Linked DNA regions of Mus musculus: regions 1, 2, 3 and 4 are each linked to region 5. Evidence: chromatin contacts called from public HiChIP or PLAC-seq and promoter capture Hi-C data. All regions are on one chromosome and are shown on one strand. Each heading gives the region's core, a stretch centred on a gene start, on an enhancer-like site or on the middle of the called end of the contact. The rest is flanking DNA. Distances are from core to core; before and after follow the strand shown. Region 1 holds the start of Pmm1 (phosphomannomutase 1). Region 2 holds the start of Nup50 (nucleoporin 50). Region 3 holds the start of Ccdc134 (coiled-coil domain containing 134). Region 4 holds the start of Polr3h (polymerase (RNA) III (DNA directed) polypeptide H). Region 5 holds the start of Poldip3 (polymerase (DNA-directed), delta interacting protein 3).

Evidence for each region. Promoter capture Hi-C pulls out the DNA fragments that hold promoters and counts their contacts. HiChIP or PLAC-seq counts read pairs in DNA pulled down with a chosen protein or histone mark. Capture Hi-C pulls out chosen DNA fragments and counts their contacts.
Region 1: an HNF4G HiChIP or PLAC-seq map of pancreatic cancer cells shows a contact between it and region 5. The contact joins the promoter of Pmm1 here to the promoter of Poldip3 in region 5. A contact is called at or near these places in 1 of 39 promoter capture datasets (liver) and 2 of 115 datasets of contacts at active chromatin or transcription factors (embryonic stem cells and pancreatic cancer cells).
Region 2: a promoter capture Hi-C map of pre-B cells shows a contact between it and region 5, with 4 times the contacts expected there. The contact joins the promoter of Nup50 here to the promoter of Poldip3 in region 5. A contact is called at or near these places in 2 of 39 promoter capture datasets (the C10 cell line and pre-B cells), 3 of 115 datasets of contacts at active chromatin or transcription factors (astrocytes, microglia and pancreatic cancer cells) and 1 of 9 other capture datasets (liver).
Region 3: a promoter capture Hi-C map of liver shows a contact between it and region 5, with 3 times the contacts expected there. The contact joins the promoter of Ccdc134 here to the promoter of Poldip3 in region 5. A contact is called at or near these places in 2 of 39 promoter capture datasets (the C10 cell line and the HPC-7 cell line), 7 of 115 datasets of contacts at active chromatin or transcription factors (bone marrow-derived dendritic cells, cardiomyocytes, embryonic stem cells and 3 more) and 1 of 9 other capture datasets (liver).
Region 4: a promoter capture Hi-C map of pre-B cells shows a contact between it and region 5, with 4 times the contacts expected there. The contact joins the promoter of Polr3h here to the promoter of Poldip3 in region 5. A contact is called at or near these places in 5 of 39 promoter capture datasets (the C10 cell line, hematopoietic stem and progenitor cells, liver and 1 more) and 1 of 115 datasets of contacts at active chromatin or transcription factors (pancreatic cancer cells).

What each region holds. Positions count from the first base shown.
Region 1 is chr15:81,959,410-81,962,197 of GRCm38.p6, reverse strand. It overlaps Pmm1 (phosphomannomutase 1), which reads left to right and starts at 1,268. Exons shown (of 8, transcript NM_013872.4): 1 at 1,268-1,483. The coding sequence starts at 1,397.
Region 2 is chr15:84,922,048-84,924,766 of GRCm38.p6, reverse strand. Nup50 (nucleoporin 50) reads right to left here and starts at 1,339. Exons shown (of 8, transcript NM_016714.2): 1 at 1,117-1,339.
Region 3 is chr15:82,126,476-82,129,175 of GRCm38.p6, reverse strand. Ccdc134 (coiled-coil domain containing 134) reads right to left here and starts at 1,254. Exons shown (of 7, transcript NM_172428.2): 1 at 1,127-1,254. It overlaps Mei1 (meiotic double-stranded break formation protein 1), which reads right to left. Exons shown (of 31, transcript NM_028897.3): 31 at 2,362-2,562. The coding sequence ends at 2,517.
Region 4 is chr15:81,924,857-81,927,556 of GRCm38.p6, reverse strand. Polr3h (polymerase (RNA) III (DNA directed) polypeptide H) reads left to right here and starts at 1,344. Exons shown (of 6, transcript NM_030229.4): 1 at 1,344-1,771. The coding sequence starts at 1,661.
Region 5 is chr15:83,148,075-83,150,872 of GRCm38.p6, reverse strand. It overlaps Poldip3 (polymerase (DNA-directed), delta interacting protein 3), which reads left to right and starts at 1,495. Exons shown (of 9, transcript NM_178627.4): 1 at 1,495-1,678. The coding sequence starts at 1,620. It overlaps Rnu12 (RNA U12, small nuclear), which reads right to left and starts at 1,228; the gene lies at 1,079-1,228.

The DNA of each region.
Region 1 (2,788 bases), core at 19-2,518, 1.2 Mb after region 5:
TACTCATATAAGTAAATAAACCTTTTTTAAAAAAGGTACTTCTGAACATCTCTGAACACCATGATTCTCTCTCACTTGCTTATTCTGTCTGTCTGTCTGTCTTTATTTCTCTCTCCCTCTCATGTTCCCACTCCATTTCCCCAATAAACCTTGCCCTAGATCTGTTCCTGGCATGATGTCTTTTTTTTTTTTTTTTTGGTTTTGGTTTTTTAGAGACAGGGTTTCTCTGTGTAGTCCTGGCTGTCCTGGAACTCACTTTGTAGACCAGGCTGGCCTCGAAATCAGAAATCCGCCTGCCTCTGCCTCCTGAGTGCTGATATTAAAGGCGTGCTCCACTTATTACTCTTACTGAGGACCTGAGTTCAATTCTCAGCACCCATACTGGGCAGCTTACAACTGCTTGTACCTCCAGAACTAGGAATCTGAAGCTTTCTTCTGGCCTCCTGCAGAGGATCAGGGATTTGACACCCAGCACCTACAAGGAAGCTCACAACTGTGGGTAATTCCAGGTCCAGAGGATCTGACACTCACTTCCATCCTGACTTAGGTGGGCTCCTGCATGTACTTAGTGCACATCACCCCAGGCACACACGACAAAATAACACAACAAAAAAGACTCGCATAAAAGCTTACAAGTTAGAGATTTATGGCATATTGGCCCTTAGTAGGTTACTTTTGATTGGAAAAAAAAAAAAAGCAACAAACATTTCTCACAGTAGGTAAAAGCCATCATGGGATATTTTTCTCTTTTCTTCCTTCTCTCTCTCCCCCTCCCTTTTTTTGTTGTTTGTTTTGTTTTAAAAAATAGGGTCTTATCCAAGGCTGTCAAGGCTACAAAGGGAAACTCTTGTTTTGAAAAAACAAAACAAAACAGAGTATGTAGCCCTGGCTGGCCCGGAACTTGTTTTGTAGATAAGGGCCTCTGCCTCAGAAGGGCTGGATCACAGGTGAGCCAGCACGCCGGGTTCTCCCTGAGACTTCAAGCTCAAGATGACAAGGCAATACCTTCGTCCTACTAACCTTGGGAATCACAAGCAGAAGGCTCTGAGTCCCGCCCTTGCCCCCCAACCCCCCCCCCCCCCCACCGTAGGGAGCGCCCTGAGATCAACCTCAACCCGCTGGCCCGACACTGTCTTCCGGTTCAACCCCTTTTCCCGCCGGTTCCTATCTCCGTCGGGTACGAGGACTCTGACCCCGCCTACTGCCACGCCCCTCAATCCTAGGTGCCTGTACTCTTCTTTCGGCGCCGCAGGCCCCGCCCCCTCGCGGGAGGGCCGATGGCCACTGCTCCTCCCCGTGCTGCGCAGCTGGCCCCGCCCCGGCCCCGCCCGGCCTCTGTCGCACGCGACCCTGGCGGTGGCTGCAGCGACAGCGCTTGGCGCGCGGAGCTACAGCCATGGCAGTCGCCGTCGAGGGCGCCCGCAGGAAAGAGCGCATCCTCTGCCTGTTTGACGTGGACGGGACCCTCACGCCAGCTCGCCAGGTAAGGGCCTCGAGGTTCCAAAGCTCCCGCCCAGAGTCACGCCGGCATCCGTGACCCAGCGTGAAGCCGTCACTGCCATGTCAACGCAGACACCTGCGCGACCCTGTCGGAAACGTGGAGTGCAGTGGTACCGGCTCCTGTCACCGAGGAGATGGGACCCAGGCCCTCTCGGCCTTCCAGGCCTCAGCGCTCCCCGCGCGGGTTGGCATCCACGTTCCTGCCGGGAGCGCAGATGCTGTATCCAGCCTCCGGGAGGAGCGTCTATGGGCGATAGGGCGGGTATCCCCAGTTCCAGGCTTGCACAGGCCCAGGCTGGGCTCTGGGGTGGTCTTACCCCATTTTAGCCCTAGGATGCACAACTAGTCCGTCCTCAAGCTAGCGTGAGAACGCGGCGTTCCAGGCAGAGCTCCGTGCGCTTCTAAGCCCACGGTCGCCCTCTACTGAGGGCAAGGAAGATCTCTGAGTCTTTGCACTCTGGCGTCCATAGGCCTAAAACTGGGTTTAGCTCCTTAAGCCTCTTAGGATGTTTGTTTACCTTCCACCTGGAGTTGGAGGGAAAGAGAGCTGCTTTTCTGATGAGTTTTGGTTTTTGTTATTGGTATCCTTTTGGTTCCACCCATGTGAAGGTGAAAGGCCCCAGGGCTAGTCTGTTTACAATAGAAGCACTGTAAAAAATGGGAGTGCATTCTCCTGTCTGCACTTTATAGTTCACCCTCCAGTCTTTAGCCATACCTAGTTTTTCTCCCTTCGAGTCATCCTGGGTCGTTCTCACCCATCCTTCTACCTTTGGGATCACCGGGATGATCAGAGCAGAAATGGGGGTGGGGGGCCGAGCTACTGGGCAGAAGCCCGTGTGAACCTAAGTCTTAGCTTCCTGGTAGGCCTTCCACTCTCCAGAAGGAATCGGGCATCTTTCTTTCCATCCAGCAGAGGTGGATCAGGAAGATGCAGGATTGGAAAGGAGGTGGTCTAGCCTAGGCATGCCTGATCCTTGTGCTGCACTGACTTGGCAAGGCCTGAACAAGAACCGCCTGTCAATTTGTCTACTACTAGACAGACTTAATGCTTACTAGAAAAGCTTAATGCTTTTTTTTTTCTTCTTCTTTTTTCTTGTTTTGGTTTTTTTGAGACAGGGTTTCTCTGTATAGCCCTGGCTGCCCTGGAACTCACTCTGTAGACCAGGCTGGCCTCGAACTCAGAAATCTGCCTGCCTCTGCCTCCCAAGTGCTGGGATTAAAAGCATCCGCCACCACTGCCCTGCAGTTTAATGCTTTCCAAAGCTAATTTTTAATTATACATGTAAGT
Region 2 (2,719 bases), core at 90-2,589, 1.8 Mb before region 5:
GTGGGACAGAGGGACTGCTATGAAAACTAAGATGGCATAGCTTAGAAGAGTGCCTCAAACAGAGGAAGTGTCCTGTCAAAATAGTAACAAAAATAACCCCTATTTTTACTCCAAAACTCAAAAGCTGTAGAGGGAAAAGTAACTACTACTATAGGCTAAACTTTTAAAACACATTTCACCAACCCGGGTGATGGTAGAGGGAGGCTGAAGCAGGATGACAGTTTGAGGCCAGTCTAAGCCATAGAACAAGTTCAAGGCCAACATAGGAGATACATACTTTTTTTTTTAAAGCACCAAATACCTACTTATTTCACATTCCATAGTTAAACACAACTCTGCAAATTATCTGGAACAAGGCCTGGCACTTGAGACTTATCTGCCAGCTATTATTGTTGTTATTAAAGCTTTTCTGTTTTATTTTTCTTTTAAAGCGGTGGGGACAGGATCCAGGGTCTCGTACGTACTAGATAAGCTTCTACCAATATGTTACCGGGGAAATTTAATCCCTGTAATAAATGACTTACAACAGCTGCCCGGAAGACTTTGCCAAATGTCTGCGTTTGTGGGTAAAATGGCTCCACGAAATGCTTTTAAGATATGAAGCTAGGAAGTTGCCGGGGGACGGGGTGTGTGTGTGTGTTGACAGGGGATGGTGATGGTGTGTGTGTGTGTGTGTGTGTGTGTGTGTGAATTATTCACGATCGGGCCGCTTCCTGCGGTGTGCGCACCCGCACAACTCTGCGGTCAAGAGATGACTTTCACAGGAAAACACCAGGAGCCGATCGAGGTCACTATAACGCCCCGGAAAAGCCCAAACCTCAAAAGTGGCCCTGGACGAACCCGGGTGACCAACGGCCTGGAAACTCGGTGAGGGCACCGGGGGACCGAACAGCCGGGGAGACGACATGTAAGGGGCGAAGGCCAGCCAGGGTTGGGCCAGGGCGGCCCTGCCACCGCCGCCTACCTCCGCTGGGGCCGAGGCCCGCGCTCAGCCGAGCCTTCCACTGCCAGGCGGCTCGCCCGGCAGGCCCGGCCCGGTCCGGCTTCACAAACAGCCCGCCGCGTCGCCAAGGCGGCCGCCGCCCCGCCCTCCTGGCCTGCCCGGCCCTCACCTACCTTGACTGCCGCCGCCGATCACGCTGGAGTCCCGGCGCCGCGGCGAGCAGGGCCGAGGCGGCGGTCGCGGCCGCTGGGAGATTCCGGTGCGTCGAGCGCCTCCGGGAACTTCGTGATCAGCAGAACTCGGGAGCCGTGTGTCTCTGAGTCCGACACTGAGGACAAGAAGAGACATCCGCTCAGCCCGAAGCTGCTACAGAACGGTGAAGAGAGCGCCCGGGGCCGCCATCTTGTAACTCGAATGGACGCCTCCGAACCAATCGGAGGGAAAAGAGAGGGGGAGGGGGAAGAGGCAAGCGACGCCCGCATCCAGCTACTGCGCATGCGCGTCGGAGCCTCCGCCGCCGGCCCCTTCTCCTGAGGGCCACTTGGGTCGCGCGGCGCATGCGCAAGCCCGCCCTAGAAACAGTCGCCGGGAGGACCATTGGAGCTCGCGCGTGCGCACAGGGAGCGCGGGCAGCGGGCCGGGAGCCAAAGCCACTGTCAAACGCGGGTTAAGCACGTTGGTCACGTGTCGGCCGCCGTCCCAGTTTGAGGAGGTTCGCGCGCCAATCGCTGCCGAGACACTAGCGGGAGGCGTTGTGGTCAGTGACTTTGGAGGCCTCCGATGGTGTGGTGGGTGGCTGAGGAGACTGGCCGTGGATCTGGGGGGAGCACGAGGCGGGTGCAACGTGATTCTCACGTGGACGGGCCTTGGGGAGGGTGGATCTCAGTCTGCGGAGACTTGGAAGCTTGTGGTAGCTCTTCCCGACATGGGGCTGGAGAGCCCTGCGGGACGGACTCTAAAGGTCACCTGCCCCAATTGCTGCTTTATGATAGATGTCCACAGATTTCCTCGTTGGGAGCTGTAAATTTGCCCCAAGCTGCAGGACCAGCTAGGGCCCACAGGAGATGAAGTCCCCGGAGGGATTCAGCTGCGGGACGAACCGTATGCGTCCTGGACCAGGACTCGTGTTTTGTGTGCTTTTAGCTGACTACAGCACTCTAAAGCGGTTCAGTTGTTTAAGAAGGGATTCCGGTTGGTCTAATTCTTCTGCTTGAGTTTTAACGAGAATGTGAACCAGAATGTCAGACCCATCCTTAACCATCCGGAAACGGGTCTCAGAGAAACTAGCATTTCTAGAGCAATAGTTCCAAACTTTTGAGAGAGGACAAAGGGGGTTCCAAGGGAGAAGTCAAGTCCCTTATTTTCAGGGTGTTTCATCCATCGATCTGCAAGAACTGCAAAAGGAGACTAGCTGGCACGGTGGTAGAGTACTTGGCTAGCACGAGGAAAGCCCTAAATTCAGTTCCCCCAGATCCAGCAGAGTGAAAGAGAAAAAGCCAGATCGCATTTAATGCACACATTTGTTCTTGATTCAACTGACTGCCAATGAAGTGTCTTCTGAAAATTTGTGTTAAATACATGCAAGGTATTTTTCTTGTCATTCTCTACACATTTCAGCTATGTCGTTAACGTCATATTTAGTGCTATAAGTACTCCAGAGATAATTTAAGTATCTGAAGTCAGTCAGGTCATGGGCATTTTCAACTAAAGTCACAGTTACTGGAAGGCTGAGGCAAGAGGATCAGCCCAGGCCAGCCAGAGTAACAAGAAGATCCT
Region 3 (2,700 bases), core at 5-2,504, 1.0 Mb after region 5:
CTGAGGAGTTGGGGACTCAACTATTCCTGGAGCTTGCTGGCCAGCTAGTCCAGCTGAATCTAGGAGCTCCAGGTTCAGTAAAAGGTCCTGTCTCAACGAATAGGGAAGAGAACAATTAAAGATACCTGGTATTGATCTCTGTCCTCTGCATACACATACTGAGGTGTACATGGAACACACACACACACACACACACAGTTGGCTCTGTTTTTTTTTTTTTTTTTAAGGATAAGAAGAATTTGGTCAAGTGAAACATTAATATGTGGGGGCTGGGAGTAGTGGCTCATAACTTTAATCCCACCACTTGGGAGGTTGAGGCTGGAGAATGTCCTTAAGTTTGAGAGTAATCTAGGCCTTGTCTAAAATTCCAAAATGGATAGACTAGGGTGGAAAATGACAGTCAACAGAGGCCTCATACTCAGATGAAAGATACCCTGTTTTACTAATGTGGAAACTGGGGGACAAAAAAAAAAAAGTTACTATTCAGAGTCTTACAGCTGTTCCTAGGCTGAGCCAGGAGTCTTACTCTCAGTTCAGTGCACTGTGTCTTGTCTCTAAATAAGCACAGGGCATCTCATATCAAAGCTGGCCACACCCCCACCCAGAATTTGAGATGCTCTGGGAGAGATCCTTAGGAGAACCCCTGCCCCCACGGAGCCGGGACAGCAGAAATCTACAGAACAAAGATTATCCAGGACCGTCCACCTTCCGTCTCATGTTCCAGAACCCAAGCGAACTTGAACCAGGCCACAGCAAAACTTAGGGAAACAAATTTACCAGACAACCTAGGATAACTCAAGCAGGACAAACGTGGGAAAGCAAAGTAGCGGACCGCGGGGGACAGGTCTGGTTTTCATGACTGATACTCTACTCTTCGGCCTCTAAATCTCGCTTCTGTCCCAAGCGTCCCCAGCGCTCTTTCAGACTCGGCAAGCGACTCCGAACTCGTCTTGTAGAGCCTGTGGTAGTGGCCGGGCGGGGGTTTTGGTTCCGCGCCTTGGAGCTTCGGAGGGGCAAGCGAGCCTTTCTAGGTGTCCGAGTCCCGAACCCGTACGCAGTGCGGGGGGCTCCGCACTCCCCTCCCAAGAAGCCTACAGTACAGTCCGGCACCCCCACCACTACCTACCCCGGCCGGCGGTGCAGGGAGAAGGGAGCAGCCCCTTGGCGAGCAGCCGGAAGCACCCAACTCTGGCAAGGCGCGGAACTCTACAGCAACCGGCCAGCAGTGCTAGGAGACCGACAAGCGGCCGGCCCACCTACTGCGCTGCTCCTGACCAATGAGACCGGGCCGCGAACGCCGCGCTCCGCTGACCTCACTTCCGGCCCCGCCCCGCTGTGCTCTGGCGCGTGTCGCTGCAGCTGTCAGCCACGGCGTGGTCCTGGGAGAAGCCGTCGCCCGGCACGCTGATGATCTCGGTTCTGGTGGAGTTGGAGGAAGTTAAGCTACGATGGGGCCCTTACCCTGCTGAAAGCGCGTCAGCAAACCGCGGCCCGAAACCCTTGCTGCCCGGCGCTTTTAGCGTAGTGCCTGATGTCTCATCTGAGTCTATTTTAAACCTCAGCTCGCAAGATCCAAAGAACTTTTTAAGGAACCAGCATAACCTATGGTAGTGCGGAGCACGGGCAACCCCGACTTGTCCATCCAGTTCACTGATTTCTAAACCAGAGTTCTTCCTCTGTTCGTAGACATTCTGTTTTGCTCCGGGGTAGGGATTGAGGGTGTCAGGACAGCTAGATCCGGGGAAGACCGGCGGAGTGGCCAGTTAGGACGCAAAGCCCAGGCTGGGCTGATATACAAACAGGTGCGGGCAGAGTTTTCTGCCAGTAGCCGGCGATGGTAGACGTTAAATGACCATTGCCCACGTGAGTATAGAAAAGGCTTGAGCCAGAGAGGCTGAAGTGGGTTTGATTTTATTCCCCCCTGAGATTTGTACCTCTTCCCATGTCCACTTGAGGTGAAGTGCTTCTCCAAAGTCCAACCACAAGGCTTGGGGCCCTTGATGTTGGGGCCTTCCCAGCTCAGGGGTTCTTCATGTTCTCTATGTACAACTATGAAGCACTTTGCACATGCTCAGGCCCCAACCCTTGGTTTTCTGAGACAGGGTTTCTCTGTATAGCCCTGGCTGTCCTGGAACTCACTCTGTAGACCAGGCTGGCCTTGAACTCAGAAATCCGCCTGCCTCTGCCTCCCAAGTTCTGGGATTAAAGGCGTGTGCCACTACTGCCTGGTGCACATGCTCCTTAAATGCTCTCACTCTCCAGTCTGTCTCCATCATTTGCGGAAACAAGCCAGTGTCCAGCTGTGTAGCTGAGGAACAAGTTCCAGGAAGATGAGCTCAGAGTGAAAGTGCACACAGGAATGTTAATGCATTATTTTATTTCCCAATTCCATTTCCACTGTGGTGTAAAATAGCTCCAGAGAGAGGCTTGATATTGTTTTCCCCCTCAACCATTATGCCCGGAATTTGTCTGCAGGTCTCATTGTTTTCTGTTTCTGGGCCTTTATGTCCTGAGGCTCAGCCTCTGATGTGAGCCTGGGAAACAGACACACCTCCGAGGCAGCTGGCGTGAATCATGAGAGGAGAATAAAAGAGAAACAGAGCTGAAGGGGGAGGGGAGGGATATCACAGAACCCCAGAAGGGTAGCAATGGTCAGAGAAGAGTATGAATACTTCTAATATTGGTGGCACGGACTCCAAA
Region 4 (2,700 bases), core at 95-2,594, 1.2 Mb after region 5:
CTCCTGTCAATTCCCTGAAATACTTTGTTTCTAGAAAGGCACACTGTTGTCTTACATGTGTTATGAGACTGGGTTTCTCTGTGTAGCCCTGTCTGTCCTGCAGCTTGCTTTGTAGACCAGGCTGGCCTCAAATTCGAATTCAGAGAGATCCTCCTGCCTCTGCATTCTAATTGTTTGGATGAAAGGTGTGTGCCATCAACGCCCAGCCCAAAATGCCTTATTTTTTTTCTCCTCATTTTTTTTTTGGGTGGGGGAGGGAGTGTGTTCTGTATAGCCTTGACTATCTTGTACTCTCTTGGTAGACCAGGTTTGTCTTAACTCTCAGAAATTTGACAGTCTCTGCCCCTCCCAACTGCTGGGATTAAAAGTGTGCAGCAAGAAAATTTTTCTATTTTGTTTTTTTGAGACAGGATTATTCTGTTCAGTCCTGGTTGTCCAGAAACTTGCTCTGTAGACTGGGCTGGCCTCAAACTCTGAGATCCGTTTGCCTCTGCCTCCCAAGTGCTAGGATTAAAGACGTGTGTCACCATCATTGTTAGGCACCCCCCTTTTTCTTTTTAGAAAGAGTCTCAAACAAACAAAAAGTCTTTTGTACCTCAGGCTAGACTTGAATTCACTATGTAGCTGATCTGTGTTTTTTGTTTTTTGTTTCTTTTTGGTTTTTCGAGACAGAGTTTTTCTGTGTAGCCCTGGCTGTCCTGGAACTCACTCTGTAGACCAAGCTGGCCTCGAATTCAGAAATTCGCCTGCCTCTGCCTCCCAAATGCTGGGATTAAAGGCGTGCGCCAGCACTGCCCGGCCACAGGATCTCATTTGGTAACTCAGGCTGGTCTTGAACTTGCAGTGATTGTCCAGCCTCACCCTCTCTTGCGCTGGTATTACAAGCGTGAGTCTGTTTCAGCTGTTTAAGCTTTGTGTGCTGAGCTTTGGTGAGCATATCCATCAAATGCACCACTTAAAATGACATCATCCAGGAAGGCCCGGCGACCCTTTTCTGCCCACTCTCTTGGGTACTTTGTCTGGAGTAAAGACTATTTTGAACGTGTTAAATTTGTATTTTCAAAGGGTCTATCTGGCTGTTGTGCAAAAGAAAGACAATCAGGCTTGAAGTGCAGACTTGTCGCCTAGCAACCAGACTCTCTCAGGGGCCCGGGGTTGGCTTGCTTCAGGATGGGGCCCCGCCCTTTCGGCACTCTACCCCGCCCCTCTTCTCTCACTTGCGGGAGAGTGCTGGCGGCCCCGCCCACCTTCCGGCCCCGCCCCTCACGGGAGCCTCGCGAAGCTCTGCGACCCGCAGGGGCGGGCAGATGCTTCTTATTGGTCAGTTTTCCGGAAGCTGAGTTGATTTGGTTTGGCAAGCGCAGCGTTGCTGGACGCGCGTGGCTCCCGCGCGTGGTGCGGACGGAACGAGGCCAGGGTGGCATCCGGGGACGGGGAGCCGGCGCTCCTCCAAGGCTGGCGGGAGCGGGCCTCAGTTTCCTCCGGGAGACGAGCGTAGCTTCCAGAATTGGAGCCCAGGCCCTCCCGCGCAGCTCGGCTGCAGGTTTGGCTTGTCAGAGGCTGAGAAGGGACGGAGGAGGCTCGGGTCCCCCCCACCCCATCACAGCTCGCAGGCCCCCGTGCTTGGCAGCCTCTCCGGTCTCCAGAGCCCTAGCGCAGGATGTTCGTGCTGGTGGAGATGGTGGACACCGTGCGCATACCCCCGTGGCAGTTTGAGCGGAAACTCAACGATTCCATTGCTGAGGAGCTGAACAAGAAATTGGCCAACAAGGTACTGGGCCCTCGGGCTGCCCGGCAGTGTCCCTACCGGTCCCACTGCTAGTCTGGCTATCGCCTGGTTCACCCTTGGCCTTGCACACTTAACTTCATGTCGGGGTTTTTTTCCTTCGCATCCTTATAAACCAGACTTGGGTGACAACGTGTACACAAGGGAGTAAATGGGCCGGGCGAGGTAGTGCACACCCGTAATCCGAGCTTCTTGGCTATTGAGGCTTTTTGACGATCCTGTGTTCGAGGCCAGCGTGGGCAATATAGTTAGCCCTTGACTCAGACAAATTAAAAGCACCGAAGCTGCTGGCGGTAGCGCATGCCTTTAATCCCATAACTCAGGAGGCAGAAGCAGGCGGATTTCTGTGAATTCGAGGCCAGCCTGGTCTACAGAGGGAGTGCTAGAACAGCCAAGGCTACAACGGAGAAACCCTGCCTCAAAAGAAACAAAAAGCATCAGGATGCTGAACAGTGCTTGAATTTGCTTGACATTCGCGGAGTCACTGGTTCGGTTCTCAGGATTGCCAGAAAACAAAACGGAGAGAGCGTGTGTACAAAATGGGTTTGTAAAACAGAAACTGGAATATGCCTGTTTCCTCGTTCAATTACTGTGTTGTCTTGGCCAAGTCACCCTCTCTGGGCCTCGGTTTGTGTTATCTGTGTTGCCCACAGTGTGAGAGTAGAGGTGAGAGGATAAGCGTGCGGGTCTCTAGAATTGAACTCAGCTTTCAGCTTTAGAGGGAGGCAGCTGTACCGGCTGAGCCAGCTCAGTAGCCCCTTTCTTGTATTCATTTGGTTACTGTGTTTCCCTTTCTATGACTACAGGGGCCTTCTCGGACTTTCACTCTCTCCAATGGGAGACACAGGCTCTGCCCTTGTAGCCTAGTGAGAAGAAGTTGGCTTGAGAATGTCTTGTTGTAATGAGCTGGGGTA
Region 5 (2,798 bases), core at 246-2,745:
GTTGATCAAAGTCCCCACTTTGCCAAAGCCTCAGTCATAGGGCATTTCAAACTAGTAGCCTGGGATTCCTGAGCCAAGCTCGTGAATATTCTTGTGGGAAACTGATTCTTGTCTCTTAGGAAGGCCTTCCTTTCATAACATGTACATTTTTTTTAAATGTTCCATATGGCAGATAGTTTTTTTTTTTTTTTTAGATTTATTTTATTAATATATGTAAGTACACTGTAGCTGTCTTCAGACACTCCAGAAGAGGGAGTCAGATCTTGTTGCGGATGGTTGTGAGCCACCATGTGGTTGCTGGGATTTGAACTCTGGACCTGCGGAAGAGCAGTCGGGTGCTCTTACCCACTGAGCCATCTCACCAGCCCCAACATGTACATTTTCAAGGGAACATGAGAAACTGACCCAAGAGCATCATGTTTTTATTTTTGAAAAAATTATCTATTTTTATGTTTATGAGTGTTTTGCCTGTATACACATATATGTATGTATGTATGTATGTATGTATGTATGTATGTATATGTATGCAATAGCCTGGGAGGTCAAGAAGGCATTGAATCTCCTGGCACTGGAGTTACATGTGAACTTCCATGTGAGTGCTGAGAACCAAACCCAGGTAGATCCTTTGCAATATCAGCAAGTGCTCTTAGCCGCTCAGCGGACCAGCTTCTAGAAATTCTGTCTCAACAATGAGAAACTATCCCATAGGTCAAACACTAACATGTCAGTTAAGAGACCACCTTCATTTGCCTCATTTACACAGTCAGGAGGCAAACGGAAAGGTGACTAGTCTAGGCATCAGAAACTGAGCACGACCTTACAACGTAGACGACCTTACAACATGGGCAGTTATGTCCAGGCATGATCAATTGAAATTGAGGTACATAGCAGTAGGAGAACAACAGTCCCATCTTGTCTGAAAAACAGTAAGAGAGAGGCTGGAGAGGTGGGGCGCGCTCACGCTCACACACCAGGTAGGGCAAAGGCAGGCATCAACATACGACTTGCAACCACTAGCACCTGAGAGCAACCATTCAGAGGAGCTGCTAAGCTTTCTATTCTTGTAGAATTAGGGGGTCGGGCAGATCGCGTCACCCAGGCATCCCGCAAAGTAGGCGGGTCGCCTCAGATTGCAACCTATACCCGCTCAAAAATTCTTCTCACATAAGCAGTGAGGACTCGGGCGTCACCCCGAATCGTTATTTTCCTTACTCATAAGTTTAAGGCATGAGGAACGTGTCTACGTTCCTCAGGGGTAAGAAATTATATTCTCATTACAAGTATGGTGAGTGTCCGATCGGCTGTATGACTAAAAGACTTGTCCTCTTGATAATGCTTTTTAATGGTTTATGATCGATATAATTCTAATTCCTCATTAGCAAAAGGAGGAGGGGGGAGAGAGAGCCCATAAGGCTCCGGACTCCTCCATGCAAATTAGAAGCGAGCACCGCAAAGGCTCACGGGGAGAGAGGCTCCACCCCTTCCGTCTCGAGCTTTTCGTTTGAGCTGTCGCGAGAGTTGGCCGTCCGGGTTGCCGGAAGCCGCTCTTGACTCCGGCCGCGGGGCGGGCTCGCCGCAGTCGGCTTCTCCTCCGTTCTCCGCTAGCTGCGCGCCGCAAGATGGCCGATCTCTCGCTGGACGAGCTCATCCGGAAGCGCGGGACGGCGGCCAAGGGACGGTGAGCGGCCCTTTCCCTTTTCCTCGAGGCTCGTAGGGGCCTCGCTGCTTCTTGGGGTTCGGGGGCGGAGGAGGGAGCGGCTCCGGGGGGCGACGCCGCTTGCGCCCGCCCCCTGCGTCCGCCGCGCTCCTTATTGGCCCGGCCGCGCGGGCCCAGCTGCTGGTCGGTCCACTGGCTGCTGGGCCCGGGAGGCCCGGGAGGCCCGATCGCAGGCGAGCCGAGGGCTGGGCGGGCCAGGGCCTTGCTCCCCGGAGGATCGGGTCCGGGGGGACCACGGTGGCGCCGTCTCCGCTCGGCCTTTAGGTCCTGGGAGTTAAGAGGGCGGAAGTTGAGCGGAGGAGCCGCCAGCCCAGAGCTGTTTATGGCCAGTTCTGCTGGTTCTCCTATGCCACGGTGCTTAGCCCGACCCGTTTTAAGCAAAGAGCTCTTTCATAGGCGAGACGCCTTGTTCCTTTCACTGTGATATCTGTAATGGTTGTCTGATCGTTTTGTTTTCTCTTGAGGCCGGCTTTCACATAGCCGGAGCGAGCCTCGAACTCGCTGCGTCTCCGAGGCTGGCCTTAAAACGCCAAGAGTCTCCCTCCTCCTCCCGTTTCTCAAGGGCTGAGATGACAGGCCAGTTTGTTTCCGTTTTGAGAGCCGGCGTCCTCCATGTTATCCAGGAACTCCTGATCTCAAATCCATCCTCCTGCCTCAGTCTCTTGAGTAGCTGGTGCTCCAGGCGCTCCGCTGTTGCTTAACTATTTTATTCCGCATTTCACAAACGGGAAAGCTGGAGCCAGAGAGAAAGACTTTCCCAAGGCCACCGAGTGCCCCAACTGAGTTGGCCTCAGGCAAAGACAGACAAAACAGTTCCAAGAGGGTGGCATTGGCATTCATGGATGTATGCCCTGATGTCTTAAGTGAGACAGTCAGACTCAACATACTCTTAAACATCGATAGCCATTTCTAGCTTTTATAAATGTGCAGGTGAAAAAGTGGTTAAGTCGGCCCGTGGTCAGCAGGCATATAGATACACTGCTGTAGGTGTCAGGAACTGTTTTCCTGGGGCTGGAGAGATGGCTCAGCAGTTAAGACACCAACTGCTCTTCCAGAGGTCCTGAGTTCAATTCCCAGCAGC